2 separate regions of the Mus musculus genome follow, and region 1 is linked to region 2. A link is a contact called in public Hi-C data. All regions are on one chromosome and are shown on one strand. Each heading gives the region's core, a stretch centred on a gene start, on an enhancer-like site or on the middle of the called end of the contact. The rest is flanking DNA. Distances are from core to core; before and after follow the strand shown. Region 1 overlaps Atoh8 (atonal bHLH transcription factor 8). Region 2 overlaps St3gal5 (ST3 beta-galactoside alpha-2,3-sialyltransferase 5).

What was found. Hi-C and Micro-C count contacts between places; a contact is called where the count stands out from the background.
Region 1: a Hi-C map of liver shows a contact between it and region 2, with 2.6 times the contacts expected there. The contact joins two enhancer-like sites. A contact is called at or near these places in 3 of 39 promoter capture datasets (embryonic stem cells and pre-B cells), 1 of 484 Hi-C or Micro-C datasets (liver), 2 of 115 datasets of contacts at active chromatin or transcription factors (embryonic stem cells and pancreatic cancer cells) and 3 of 9 other capture datasets (adipose tissue, embryonic stem cells and pancreatic islet).

Annotation. Positions count from the first base shown.
Region 1 is chr6:72,225,374-72,232,938 of GRCm38.p6, forward strand. All of the region lies in intron 1 of Atoh8 (atonal bHLH transcription factor 8), which reads right to left. Gm52906 (a long non-coding RNA gene) reads left to right here and starts at 6,249. Exons shown (of 3, transcript XR_003956452.1): 1 at 6,249-6,340; 2 at 6,750-6,846; 3 at 7,188-7,355. Within about 2 kb of position 2,763, at least 17 of the 459 cell types and tissues checked have an H3K27ac peak or open chromatin away from gene starts, as enhancers often do. A contact at or near this core is called in liver, where this site is marked.
Region 2 is chr6:72,138,292-72,145,945 of GRCm38.p6, forward strand. It overlaps St3gal5 (ST3 beta-galactoside alpha-2,3-sialyltransferase 5), which reads left to right. Exons shown (of 7, transcript NM_001035228.2): 4 at 3,849-4,192. Among named protein-coding and RNA genes, the nearest start is that of 4933431G14Rik, 19 kb to the left of the region's middle. Within about 2 kb of position 1,915, at least 119 of the 459 cell types and tissues checked have an H3K27ac peak or open chromatin away from gene starts, as enhancers often do. A contact at or near this core is called in liver, where this site is marked.

The DNA of each region.
Region 1 (7,565 bases), core at 1,513-4,012, 88 kb after region 2:
TAAGACCACAGCACGATGTAACTGAGTGTGGTGTTGTAACACGAATGGAACTCCTTGTAATCTACCTGACAACTATTAACCAATCTACCTGTTCTTTACCTGCATTCTTTATCCAAACAGCTAAAATGTCCCCACTGGCAAGCTCTGGTCCCATCTATGGCTCTTTGGCATCTATACACATCGTCAGTGTCACCCCACCGAGTGTGGGGCCCGCACAGAGCTGCCACAGTCACATTAAGGGAGCACACTCATGGGCCAGGAACTCTTTGAAGCCAGTATTTTGAACAAGGGATGATTCTAACCCTTGAGGGATAGATGGTAAGGTCTGGGGCCATTCCTAGTTGTCACCATAGAGGAGCAGCAGGGTTTGGAAGGAGGTGGCATGCTGCTGAACATCACACCGTGTACAGGACCCTCAATGCTCTCCTCAGCAAAGAAGTCCTAGGCCACAAAGCTCAGTAATAACAAGATTGGCAGCCCCACGTCTGTGGACATTACATCATCCACTTTAACCAGCACTTCACCTAGGAACTCTCTCTGATTTCTCATGCCTGCCCCACACCAAGGAGCAGCCTGTGCCTAACGGTGCTGTAATGGATCTATTGACCTTTAAGTCTCATTTTTGCTCCCACCCTAAGTGTCCAGTATTCCCTCATACATTGGGGGAAGGCTCACAGCTGCAGAGTATAGTCCATGTCTGGCCCAGAGCAGGTTTCAAAAGGGCTGGTTAAATAGGCTATGAGTGAACTAACTCCAGGGTACTTTGAATCTAGTTCTAAAAACATATTTTGGGCACTGGAGTGATGGCACAGCAGTTAAGACAGCACGCTGATCTTGCAGGCAACCAAAATTGTGTTCCCAGCAGCCAAACAGAGCAGCTTACAACTGCCTATTAACTCCAGAAACATGGAACCCCAGGCCCTCTTCTGGCCTCAGACACTGCACTAGTGCACAAACCCACACTCAGACATGTATACTCATAATTAAAAATAAAGTGATAAGGGGTTAGAGAGATGGCCCAGTGGTTAAGGGTACGGACTGGCTGCTCTTCCAGAGAACCTGGGCTTGGGTACTAGCACTCACACAGCAGCTCAAAACTTCCCGTAACTCTAGTTCCAGGGGATCCAATGCCCTCTTTCAACCTCTTTGGGTATCAGGCACTCACGTGCTATGCAGACATATATGCAGGCAAAACACTCATATCCATATAATAAATAAATATTTTATAAGAAGATAAAAGAAAAAAACTGGGCTAAAAATAGTTTAATCAGTATGCCTTGCAAAATGTAGGACCTGAGTTCAATCCTTAGAGCACATGTTAAAAGTGTCCAGCATGGCTGGGCAAGGGTGGTGCATGCCTTTAATCCCAGCACTTGGGAGGCAGAGGCAGGTGGATTTCTGAGTTCGAGGCCAGCCTGGTCTACAAAGTGAGTTCCAAGACAGCCCAGGATACACAGAGAAACCCTGTCTTGAAAAAAAAAAAGTGTCCAGCATGGTAGCATGTGCTTTACAATCTCAGCACTCGGAAGGTAGAATCAGAAGCATTGTGGAGCATGTTAGCTAACCTGCCTGGACTACTTGGTCAGTTCCGGATCAATGAGAGGAGAGAACCTTAACACACACACACACACACACACACACACACACACACACACACACACACAGAGCGAGAGAGGTGCAGTTTTGAACACAAATGCCATCTCTCTGAGGATGAACAAACAACGCATACTTACCTTTGTCTCCTGGGTTCAATGCCTGGCTCTGACTCTGCCCAGCGTACGTCCCAGTGAATGACATATTCACTCAGCCCTTGTACACTGGGCACAAAACTGACCTCACAAGGCAGTGGGGACTCAGTTGATGGCAGGCATTGTACACAGCAAGCCTAGCAGAGGTCAGGAAAATGATGGCATTCAGTATTGCACAAGGTCCTGAGACAGGCTCCAGAGAGGGTGAGAAACCTGGGCACAGATGCTAAGCACCCCTCATCCTGAGCACAGAAGCTAAGCACCCCTAATCCTGAGCACAGAAGCTAAGTACCCCTCATCCTGGACAAAGATGCTAAGTACCCCTCATCCTGGGCACAGAAGCTAAGCACCCCTCATCCTGGGCATGGTAGCTAAGTACCCCTTACTCTATACAAGCCAGGAGTCTAGAAAACCAAGGCACAGGGTCAGGAAAGGCAGCAAAGCAAGCAACTCTCCTGAACCTCCAGCTCCCACCTACGTGCCCACCCCCCACCTACGTGCCCACCCCCCACCTACGTGCCCATCCCCACCTACGTGCCCATCCCCACCTACGTGCCCATCCCCACCTACGTGCCCATTCCCACCTACGTGCCCATCCTCCTTCTCCCCCCCCCGCTCTCCCATCCCCAGCCACAGCACCAAACCCATCCAAGAAAAGCTGGCAGAACAAGGCTATTCGCCTGTTTCCAGTCAGAGTCCAGAAAACCCTGTTATCAGTTTGAACAAACAAACAAGATCTGGGCCAGGGAAGGGGTCTCAGGGTCAGGCCCAGCACCTCTGTGGAGGTAGTGTCTGCCTGCGGGGTGGGGGAATCTGGGAGCACAGGGCTATGTCATTTACAGACCACTCTGGAAATCTCCCTTCAACAGACAACTCTGCACCTGGGCCCCCAAACAGCTGGGCTTCTAGGAGGAAGTGAGAGTTTGAGAAAGGTCTGTGTGCTGGACCCAGACTGGCAGGTGAAGCCAAGGCCAACCCAGGCACACCGTGCCAGGCTCTGGGGCAGTCTGTCCTAGATACGTCACTTTGTGCCACTGCTTGGGTCCAGCTCCTTCCTGGTCAACAAAAGACAACCATGGACAGCCCTTGTCTTTCTAGCATGACCAGCGGCCTTCCACAGCATTGTCCTATCTGAGATCTACCTCAAGTAAAGATGAACGTCCCGTATGCACATGAGGAAAATGGGTGAGTGCCATTCTGAGCCTCAGCTCAGTCAACTGAGCCCTGGGTAGAGCCAGCAGTTTATCTACCCAGCACCCGAGGAAGGCATATTCAACAGGACATTCTGCTACCAGGGTGGACACATGGGGCAACAGTGGCTCTTTCTGATGGCTTGTCCCTTCTTCTCTCCTACCCCAAGGTTGGCTCTTTGTAAGGCTCCTTCAGAGTCTCCTAGTGACAAGGCTAGTTGTTAAGAGTGCCTGCTTAGCATACCTTGATACCCTGTATTCGATCCCCAGCACGGCACCAACCAGGAGAAGTGGAGCACACTTGTAATCCCAGCACATGGGAGATAGAAGCAGGAGGGTCAGAAGTTTGAAATTATCCTCAGCTATGTACTGAGTATGAGGCTAGCCTTGACTACATTAGACCCTGTCACAAACATAAAGCATACATACCAACCAAAACAAACAACAAACACCAAAACCCACAAACCACTACTATGCACTCTCCTAATGCCCACGCAATCTTTGACCCCCAACAGTCCAGCTACACCCTAGCATGGAGACGCCTTGGCCCAGCTGCCACCACAGAGTTCCAGGCACTTGCAGTAGCATAATTTAGAGCAAATCCCTTCAGCTCTCTGAGCCTCTGTTTCCTCCTTGAGAGGGCAGAGACAGCAACCCTTGTGTTCCTCACGGCGTCTTGAGGATATTTATTGGTGTTGCAAAAGGTCCCCAACAGCTGCCTTCTTGAGGCATTCTGAATGCATTAGCTACACCCATCTCTTCAGCAGTGCACTGAGGAAAAGCAATGGTGTCCACTCCACGAAGATGCACTTGTCTCCCAGCTGCGTAGTCTCCCTATGCCTCCAGCTGCAGAGAGATGTGCTGGGTTTTCAAGTCATGGCTCCACCAGGGCTCCTTCCAATTAGCTTAAGGTGGGCATGCATAGCTTTAGATAGTTTTAGGCTAGGGATCCCCAAAGACTCCAAATTTGTACATTACCTCTGTGAGAATCCAGAACAAGTCATGAGCCCCATCCATACCCCATCCAACTGTCTGCACAGGACCCTAACTTGTGAAAGGACTGAAGCTGAAGTAGATATGGCCACCTGTCTCCCACTCCCTACCTGAATTTTCCAGCTTCTGGAATGCTAAAGTCACCTCCCTCAGATTCATCTATAAAGACTAGCTTAAAGGACTAGCTAAAGACATGTGTCTGTGCACAAATATCTTTGCTGGGATACATGCATAAGTTCAAGCACACACATGAAGGCTAGACATCGGTACCAGGTGTCTTCCTCCATCACTCTCTGTCTTGATTTTGGAGACAAGTTCTCTCCTGAGCCAGAAGCCCCCTGACTCAGCTAGGTTGGCAGGTTGGCTGGGTCTAAAGCCCCAGAGATCCTCAGGTTTGTCCCTCCCCGGTGCTGGGGTGACAGATGTATGCCAACGTTCCTGACTTTTTACGTGGGTAGGTGGGGATTGACCTCAGATCTTCGAGTTTGTTCAGCAAGTGTTTTACTGATGGAGCGACTTCTCCTGCTCCTGGATTTTAAACTCCACAAAGGATCGGCTTTGGGCATTTTTACAAGGTCCTCTGGGGCCCCCAAACGTTCCACTCCTCCTCTACTGCCCAAGCTAGACCCTCCCTTGGCTCCAGCATACACTGGCTGGGCAGCCTGAGGGCCTGGCTGTCCTCTGGACATCTTCCCGACTTTAAGGAGGACTGTGGCCTTACAGGACCCCTTTCTTCACCAGAAACGTGGGCATCCAAACAGTTGCTTCTCAGAATGGGATCACAGTGGACAAGTGTGAAGGGGGAAAAAACCAACAACAACAAAAACAAAATCAAGAACCTAGCAGAACATTCAAGAACGCCCTCAAAGCCTTTTGCCCTCTAACAGTCCTCAGAGACCCCCAGGCCCACAGAGCTACAAGCATACCATGTCCCTGCACACAGTGGGTATTCTAGACTCCTTCTGCATGAAGCTATTCCCTCACGACTGTGGGACAGGACTCCTGGCATGAAGCTGCCTCATCTGGGCTGTTCAATGTCCCTTTCAGGTCTACTTAGAAAGGACTTTAAAATTCAAACTGTTTACAAAAGTGAAAGAGGACACAAGACCCAGCCATTCTCCCCTAGGGCCTGACAGATCTGGGGACAGAACCTGGCCACTTTCTGTAAGTGACAAGTAGTTCTACAAACTTACGACCAAAGATATATATTCACATCATAAGAATCTCAACAAACAGCCTCTCTTGGAACCTGGGGGCAGGGTAGGATCCTGCCACCCTCGCCAACTCTGTGGAGCTTCCAGTGTGAGGAGGTTTGCTGGTCACTACCTAAGGGAGGGGCACACAGACACTGCTGGGGTTCCCCTATCTCTTTTACCTCAGAGGATTTGGGAGCCAAAGACAGGCTAAGACCACCACCCCTATACCCTTCTGGAATTATAATCTAGTGATGAACCTTGGAGATCCTCAAGGCACATGGGGGTGGGGGGGTAACCTGGGGCCCACTTGCTCGCTGCTAAGGGGCCATCACGGTCTGCTGATGCCACTCCTCCATGGACATCAAGGGGCTTCGAGGAGGAGAACAAAGCCACCCACAGGCTAGGCATCCCAAAGGTGGGCATAGCCCGAGGGTCCTGCCAGGGAACTGAGCTCCAAAGCCCCGGCCCTTCCCTCCTCTGCCCAGTACAGCTGGCCTTTCCCATGGACCCCTCCCCCCTGGCAGGGAGCAGCCTGCACGTGGCCAGCCCAGCTGCACACACATGGCCCTCATATGGGGCAGCAAGGAGGGCTTGGGTGCAGCTGGGCTGGTGGCAAGTGCTGTGGTCTGACCATCTGCCCTGCACCCCCCGTCCCCAGACGTGAGGGACTCTGTCCCACCTGCAGCAGGCACACAGCTCCCTCCCAGCTCTTCCTGGTTGAGAGGAGAGGAGATTGCAATGACTGGCAGGGACCTAACTGTCTTCCTGGTGCTGCGGTACATAAGCCAGGAAGCAAAGCCGTTAAGCGCTGGCCAGTGGGAAGACTCGCTGACCCTGATTCAATCCAGGTTTTGTGGTGGCCACACAGCTCTGTAACTGCACAACACCATGAACGCACTGCCAAGACCCGAGAGTGCCGACACATGGGTGCAGCACAGCACAAAGCCTACGGGGCCACCGGGAGCACCACAAGACCTCAGCCAGTTCACATAAGTTTCCTGAGACCCCAAAACCACCTTGTAAGAACTGGGGCATGGGGGAAGTGATGACAGCACCTATTTCACAAAGCCAACTAGAACATGGGAGGTTCTAAGCACGGAGCCTGGTGCGTTTCTGTGGTTATCATCAGAACGACGAAATGGCTGGCTGGCTGGCTCAGTGGTTGCCTGCTGCCAAGCCCCATGGCCAGAGTTCGATCCCCAAGGATCACATGGTAAAAGGAGAGAACCAATTTCTCAAGCTGTCCTCTGACCTCTACTCACACACTGAGACACACCTATACACACACACAGCAATATAGTTTTTAAAATCCCAAAAGAGCTGGGTGTGGTGGTATGTGCCTTTAACCTCAGCACTCAGGAGGCAGATGCAAAAGCAAGGAGATTTCTATAAATTCCAGGCTAGCCTAGTCTATATAACAAGTTTAGCTGCAGGCCAACAAAGAGTACATAGAGAGACCCTGTCAAAAAAAAAAAAAAAAGGAGGAGGGGGGTATAATAAAGCATCCATACTGCCTTGTCCTGTAGAGCCCTGCCCTGCTCAGTGCCCAGGCCCCTGAAGACACACATTTGAGACTTCTTCTTCTTCTTCTTCCTTATGGACCTTGCCTGCTCTTGGTGCAGAAGAGCTCAATGTGAGGTAGAGGATAACGTCATGATGCAACCTGAGCAGCCAAGGCCCACAGAGGACTGTCCCCAGCCACACAGAAAGTCCAGGAGGGTAAGCTCCAGGGCAGGGAGACACTCCTTCCCTGGGAGTGCCTGGTGGTGGGGACAGGGTGGGGACAGTCTCAGCCCTTCTCTAGATCTCTGTCCTTCTCAGTCAACAAGATGATGTCCAATGGGACCCAGCAACCCTTTTAGGGAAAGGACAGAATGGTTGGGGCTAGGAAAAAGAAACAAGAGACGTGTGTGTGTGTGTGTGTGTGTGTGTGCGCGCGCACACACGCGCGCGCGCACAAGCGTCCTTTGGGTAGATATATTCAACACATGTACATACATTTAACTACATCTGTGTGCACACTAAGTCTCTTTTAAAATACTTGGGCTAACCTTCGTCAGGACACTTTGAATTTGATGCTTGTGTCAGAACTTCCCCTACAGACAGCAGAACGAAACCTCATCTGAAAGTCAACAAGGGCACCACCCAGTGGGAAGATTGTAGCCACATAAACTTTCCATGAACTGCTCACTACAAGATGATCTTGGGTGAGTCTCGTACCTTCCCCTGGCCTCAGTATTGCTTACGATGAAATGGGTCTATCCAATCCTGACGTTAAGATTACATAAAATAGGAGTCCTTGTAGACAGAAAAGGCACAGGACACGAGAGACACAGGCAAGCACACAGGCATGAATGCTCTCCCTAAGTAAAGTTGAAGGCAGCAGCTGGAGGCAGAGAAAAGGAGCTGAGGGAGAGGTTTGGGGCACACGAACCCCC
Region 2 (7,654 bases), core at 665-3,164:
AACAGTTTCTTCCTTCAAGAGGGAAAATATCAGGGCACAGTCACAATCAAAAGCAAAAGTCAATCTCCAACCGTCCAATGTCTGGGATCCAACTCACGATCTTCTGGGCTCCTCCAAGGGCTTGGGTCACTTCTCCAGCCATGCCCTTTGTAGCACACGCGTCATCCTCTAGGCTCCAGATGCCTGTAATCCACTGCTGCTGCTGCTCTTGGTGGTCATCTCATGGTACTGGCATCTCCAAAACACTGCATGACCCCTTCAGTCCTGGGCCATCAATTGCAACTGAGGCTGCACTTTCACCAATGGCCTTCCATGGCCTCTCACAGTGCCAAGCCTCAGCTGCTCTGCTCAACTCCTTCATGCCTTCAAAACCAGTACCACCTGGGTGACCCTTACACATTACCAAGTCCAGCCACAGCACAATGTACAACTTTGGCTATATCTGGAACACAGCCACTGTGCTCTCAGAAAACACTTCCCAGAAAATGTCACCTCAATGATGCTGGTCTCTTCTTAATCACCGCTAATTTCTTAGCTCCAGCTAACCAGCATCAATAGTCCCAGTAATGCAAAGTTTTTGCTTTAGTAGTTCTGGTATCTTGTTAATCACAGCTGATTCTTCAGCCCCAGCTAACCAGAACTACAGAATCTTCACAATCAAAACAGGAATGGCCCTGAAAAGAGTCTTTAATTTTCCCTCTGAAATTTCACAAGCCAGGCCTCCATCTTCTGCACTGTTCTCAACATTATCTTCCAAGCTCCTACAAAACATCTGACAGAGCTCTTAACAACGAATGGATCTTCAAGCCCAAAATTCCAAAGTCCTTCCACAGACCTCCCCAAAACATGGTCAGGTTGTCACAGGAATACCCCACTCTGCTGGTACCAATTTGTCTTAGTCAGGGTTTCTATTCCTGCACAAACCTCAGGACCAAGAAACAAGTTGGGGAGGAAAGGGTTTATTCGGCTTACACTTCCATACTGCTGTTCATCACCAAGGAAGCCAGGACTGGAACTCAAGCAGGTCAGGAAGCAGGAGCTGATGCAGAGGCCATGGAGGGATGTTCTTTACTGGCTTGCCTCACCTGGCTTGCTCAGCCTGCTTTCTTATAGAACCCAAGACTACCAGCCCAGAGATGGTCCCACCCACAAGGGGCCTTTCCCCCTTGATCACTAATTGAGAAAATGCCTTACAGTTGTATCTCATGGAGGCATTTCCTCAACTGAAGCTCCTTTCTCTATGATAACTCCAGCTGTGTCAAGTTGACACAAAACTAGCCAGTACAACGTTGAAGAGCTAAAGCCTTTATTTCCACCCCTAGATTTGACACAGCATCTTGTTTCTTAAAAGAGGAACATCAGCTCTCTGGATCTCAGAGCCGCCAGGATGGCGCCTCCCAGTCAGCCCTCCTCCACTTGGCTGCCATGGTCCGGAACCCCTGCTTCCTCTGAGCACCCCAGTTCCTTAAAGTGAACTGTCCCACCTTTTTTTAAAGCTGTGAACCCCATGTAGGGAAAAGAGAAGAGGCCCCAAAGTGCACTGTAGTTAGCAAAAGTTGCCCTGTGATGGCAGGCACCTTCAGAGCTCAGCACATCTTTAAACATGTGGAACCAGGCTCACAGTGTTCTCACTCTCTCCAGTGCTGTTAGCTGCGCTCGCTCCCTCAGGTCCCCAGCCCCAGCCCTGAGACAGGCAGGGTTACTACAGAGGGTGACAGCTGGGCCTTGGGCTCTGCTCACAATACAGTAGATTAAATGAGATGAATGCTTTCCCAGGACAGGGAATGGAATGAAATTTCACTCCTCTCCAAAGGAAACTTCTAAAGAAAAGATTTGGCAGCACAGGAGAGCTGCGCGCACACTTCCAGCATCCTTCCCTGGGCCTCCTTTGGCACGCTGCAGGTGTCCCTTTGGATCCTAGGTGACTTGGGAAAACATGTACTGGGCATGAATCCTAGGGGTGAACTGGGTTTCAGGAGCTCCAAAAATGGCTGTCTATGACCACGAGACCTGGAGACTAGAGCGATGAGTAAAGTCAGTGGCAGGACCCTTCTGTTTGCCACCCTCCCCCCAGGCTGGGATAAGGCCCCATGAAGGGCCGAGCCTCGCCTGCTTAGTGTTTGTGAGGACTCCGGGCCATGATAGGTTCCTTGCTTGGTGTTCCGACTGACCCCTCAGGAAGATGTCAGTGCTTGTGTGAGCTGCTGGTGTGTGGAGTAACTTCCTTTTCCATAGGCGTAGAAGCTGCTGTTTCGGGCCTTGGCACGTGAGCAGCCCTGATTCATTCTCCTGGGTGTGACACCTTGAAACCACAAAGGGAACTCACTGGTGACCTTATCTTCGGGTGCCACAGGGGGTGCAAGGCTGTGAAACCATTAGTCAGTTCCCCTTTACCAAAAGGAGGTAAATTCCCCAAATGCACACACACAGGCCTCTCTGTGTAGCCCTGGCTGGCCTGGAGCTCACTCTGGAGACCTTTGCAAGGCTACACTTTAAAAATATTTTTAAAGGTTTTTCTACTGAGATGAGGGAAATGTTTCCGTCGAAAGTATATTTTGTAAAAATCAGATAATGGCTGGTGAAGTGGCTCCAAGTGTAAAAAGCACCTGCTGCCAAGACCAACAACCAGTTCCTCCCTTAGCCCCACTCGGAGGAAGGGGAAAACTGGCTCCCATAGGTTGGCCTCAGATACCCCACACACACATGAACACTAACACATGCACACACCAGGCACACACACCCACTCACATACACATACACAGAATGAAGTGTAACAAAAAATTAGAGTAAAAATAACAAGACCGAGGAAAACCAGCTGAGGTCATGTTTATGACTACAACAGCTAGAATCTCCATGATACACTGACAGGTTTGAAGACAAGATACAGTCTTAAAAGTAGGTATCCTGTGACCTACAGGAGCCTGTGCCACACATCTGCACGGACTCGTGTGCACACAAGAGAAAACTGCCCCGGGGGAGGGGGGGAGCGGGGGGAGCTGTCGGACACAAAGATGGGAAGCACACAGCAGGAGCAGCACGTGGGAAGTCTTCTGACTGGGCCTCAGCAGCTGGCCTCGGTAGGAGGACCATCCCTGGGCACGTGCACAGGAACCAGCAAGTTCTGTGAGGTCAGGACACTTGTTCTCTGATAACACTGAAGGTCATTGTCTCCCAGACGGCACAAAGCCATAGAACAAAATTTACCATCTTAGCCAGTCCTGAGGGCCAAATCAGAGCATTGCAACATGCCAAGCAAACATACCACTGGGTGCATGCGTGTGTGTGTGTGTGTGTGTGTGTGTGTGTGTGTATGTGTGTGTGTGCACTATAACACAGTACGGAGGTCAGAGGACCACTTTGGGGAGTAAGCTTACTCCTTCTATTCTGTGAGTTCCCAGAGATTAATTAAACTCAGGTCAGCAGCAAGCATCTTTACCTACTGAGCCATCTTTCTGGCCCTCCAGAATCTTTCAAAAATACTGTTTTTGTTACTGTCAGACACATTCCTTATCTCTGCATCTCCTCAGTCCCTGGTCCCACTATTCTTCCTTGTGTTTTCTATAGATCTGACCACTATGCATACTGCAGGTAAGTACAGTCAGCCAACTTAGGGCCCATCTTCTGGTGACAGTTTGCCTCAGTGGCATAATGAAAGTAATGGCCTTGTAGAGTTTCTGTTCTTGTCATAAGATATGGCCTTCTGGTTCCTGCCCATTCCTGAGAAAACACTAACCCTAAAAGGTAAATGATGTATATCATCAGATGGTAATCACAGGACTAAATGTCTAGACAGTGTCATTTCTAATGTTGGAGAGGTTTTAAAGCCTATGTTGGTCATCCCCTTCCAGAGAGCTCAGAGCTATGCTCAGGAAGTCTTGCAGAAGGAATGTCGGCCCAGGTACGCGAAGACGGCTATGGCTCTGTTATTTGAGGACAGGTACAGCATCAACTTGGAGCCTTTTGTGCAGAAGGTCCCCACGGCCAGTGAAGCTGAGCTCAAGTATGACCCGCCTTTTGGATTCCGGAAGTTCTCCAGTAAAGTCCAGAGCCTCTTGGATATGCTGCCCGAACATGACTTTCCTGAACACTTGAGAGCCAAGGCCTGCAAGCGCTGTGTGGTTGTTGGGAACGGGGGCATCCTGCACGGACTAGAGCTGGGTCACGCCCTCAACCAGTTCGATGTGGTAATAAGGTATCTGCGCTCCAAACCAGCCTTGCTTCTCTAGAATCTTCCAGGGACAGAGAGGAACAGTGGGAGCTCTTCAGCACCCCTGCTTCAACTCTTGGGGGTGTTGAAACAAAATCACAAATGGCCAAGTGTCCAAACTGCATTGCTTACCCTAGATCCAAGGCCTATGTGTGGGCTGCCGTCACTGGCCAGGCCTCGCAGAGGAAGGAGGTTTGGAAAGGTGGAGGTGGGGGCTTGGTAACCAGTACTGTAAGACAGAGCCTGTAGGCTGATGCAAGGCAGGAGGGCAACACCTGGCTTTGGGGACAAAGTTTAGGGACAGTGAGCCCTGGGAGGACAGCCAGCCTCCAGGGCAGTTAGAACTCAGCACAGGCAGGAAACAGCCATCCTAGAGTTCAGTGATGTTCCTGACTCTTCAAGGGGGGGCGAGTGCTTGCTTGCATACTTGTTTGGTTTGGGGGCTTCTTGTTGTTGGGGGCGTTGTTTTGTTTGTTTGGTTGGTTTCTGTTTTTTAGGACAGGATCTCTCTGCCTAGGGTTAAAGGCATGTGCCACCACACAGTGCCTAAAAGTTATTTTTCCTATTTAATTATTTAGATTAGGGATATAGCCAAATGGTAGAATGCTTGCTTATAATACACAGGGGCCTGGATTTAGTGATAGTGCAGGAAAGAAAAAGGTTATCCAATTATAAATGTAAAACATACCCATTATTAGGAAGAAAATGAGGGCTACTCGGAACAGGAATCAGCAGCCACTGCCGACTGCTGTGCAGCCCCCCTCACTCCTGCTCTGGATGTGAGGTTGCGTCTGTGTTTCTGTCTCTCTCTAAAGATTGACTTTGTTTTTGGTTTGTGTAACCTGTGTATGTGTGCACATGCGAGGGAGTGCCCGTGGAGGCCAGAAGAGGCCGTCAGAATCTCCCAAGTGAAGTTACAGGCTGCTGTTAGCCACCCAACATGGCTGCTAGAAACCAAACTCTGGAAGAGCAGCAGGCGCCCTTCACCACGGGGCACCTCTCCAGCCCTCCACTGTGTTTTTACAAGATAGTTTAAACTTACACTTATGATTAGTTTCTGAGGTCTTAGTATCTTAGCGCTCCTTTAGAAGAAGATAATTTTTTGGTGGCTCTTTTGCCAGACATTAGAATATTTATGTCTCTTTACTTTTTATTGTGAAACTACTTTGCATATTTTTATGCACATGTCGTTTTATCCAGCTATGATTGGTTCCTTAGACAAGTTATTTAAAATAGAATTGGTCTCTTCAAGACCTGGGGCCTATTTTTCCGACCCTGGGTTACACTGCAGTAAATTAGCCACAAGATCTGGGTCCTCATTCAGTCTGTCCTGCAGAGACCCATGGGCAGGCGGGAGAGAGGGGAATGAAGACAGAGCCTACAGACGAAGGTGTGACATGCATGGCTGGGGGTGACACACAAAGAGTGGAAATAGTGACAAGACTGAATTTGGGGGACATACTGAAAAGTAATTGACAGCCCCTTTTAATAGCTTGAAAACTAATCTCAAGTGATAGATTTCTACTCCAGGGATCTCTGACCTTAGCAGAACCACTAACCAGAACCACTAACAGAACCCCGGAAGTGGGGAAAAACTGGTTAGCAAGGGACATGACAAAACCCATCCCAGCCATTTTGACTCCCAAAATGAGGATGTTCACATGGACCTTTGTGATTTGGGCCAGCCACTCCACAGTGCCTCAGTTTCCTCATCTGTAGTCCAGAAGCAGTAAGGTTTGTCCACTGTGGAGACCAGACGCACGGACGGTAAAGCACTAAGAGCAGTGAGTGACAGGATGGTGCTCTGTAAATGCCACAGCTACTTTGGGGGAGAGCATAGGATGCAGGGCGCTGGGGCGAGGTGCAGTGGGTAGGAGGCCTTTGTAGGAATAGTTGGGTATTCAAAGGGGCAAGGAAAAGAAACCAGGAAGAAGCAGAAAGGAGCCTCAGATGACTGGGAGCAGAGCAGAGTGGGCCGGGTCTCACGGGGAGGTCAGTGGCGACATGAAACAGCTGCCACCTGTTCCGGCTTTTTGTTGCCTGGCAGTGTTAAGTGCTTTCTTCTCAGAAATAATCCCAGTTGTTGATGTCATGAGTGTCTGGTACCATGGAAGACACAAAGATCTCAGTCCGTAACTGATTAAATACAAGGGCTGAGGGCTTCCAGAACCTTGTACCGGGGCCTGATTGAGGAGCAAATTAATGCCTGTATGCAAGTAGCCCTGTGCCAGACAGGACCAGGAGCCCCACCCATCCAGTGGTTCATGGCTTAGGCTGTGGGAAAGAAGTGGGTTAGACCCATGCAGACAGTGCAGACCTTCAGTTCCAGGACAGATGGCATATGAAGCTGGCTTAGAAGGATAGCAGTGTGTATCTTCCCAGAGAGGAGTCAGACAGGGGTGGCTGAATGGAGAACCCTACCTGGTGGGGGGATAGGGCTAAGACAGCTGAGAGGGACCAGAAATGAGGCTTGATGTCCTGGGGTGGCAGGACTGGGCATGAACGCTTCAAGGGCAGGAAGACTCCTGTGCACCAGGGACAGTGATGGGTGCATCAAGCCTGATTAGAAAGAGAAAGATTAAGAAATGTTTTTATTTTCATAAATCCGTGGAGATAGTACAGCTCCTTCCTGTCTACCTTCTCGCCCTGGTCGAGCACGCCCGGTTGAGCTTATTTTCCCTGCATCGACTCTACAGATGTTCCTTAGCGTACCAGGAGGCTTCCACCTGCACACCCAGCATACACCTCCATCAAAAGATGCCTGAGGGGCAGCGAGGGAGGTGGCTCAGTTCCTATATTCATGTCTCAGAACTGGAGCTCAGCCCTCCAGTGCCCAAGTAAATGTCAAGTAGACATGACAGCCCGGCTGTACATTCCATGTTCTATAATGCCAGGCTCAGAGAGCAGAGGCAAGGGATCCCCTGGGCAGGCTGGCTGGCTACAGTAGTCACGCTGGTGAGCTCTGGCTTCATTTGCGAGACCTGTTGCAGTGATTAAGGTGGAGAGCCATGGAGAGTGGCTCCCCATGTCTCCACATAGCCTACTGAGCATCTTAGTTTGCTCATCACTCGTAGTGTAGAGTGCCTGTCACTTCCCCTCATGATCCACATGGCTGCCACCCCGTCACAGCATAAATACACATCACCAGCCCAGGAAAAGTCAAAATCCAAAGTTCACAATTTGGTTTCTGTCAAATGCACATGGCTTTGAACCATCATAAAGTTGAAAGAGTTTTAAGTCAGTCCACTGACAGTCCATCTCTACTGTTACTCTCTGCCGACCCATTTTTGAAAGTTGATTAGCAAGTCCTGAGAACTTGAGCGTGCCTTCCTGAGAACGAGGCCATGATGCTCAAGATCAGAGTGTGTGTGTGTGTGAGTGTGTGTGTGTGTGAGAGAGAGAGAGAGAGTGTGAGAGTGTGTGAGTGTGTGTGTGTGTGTGTGTGTG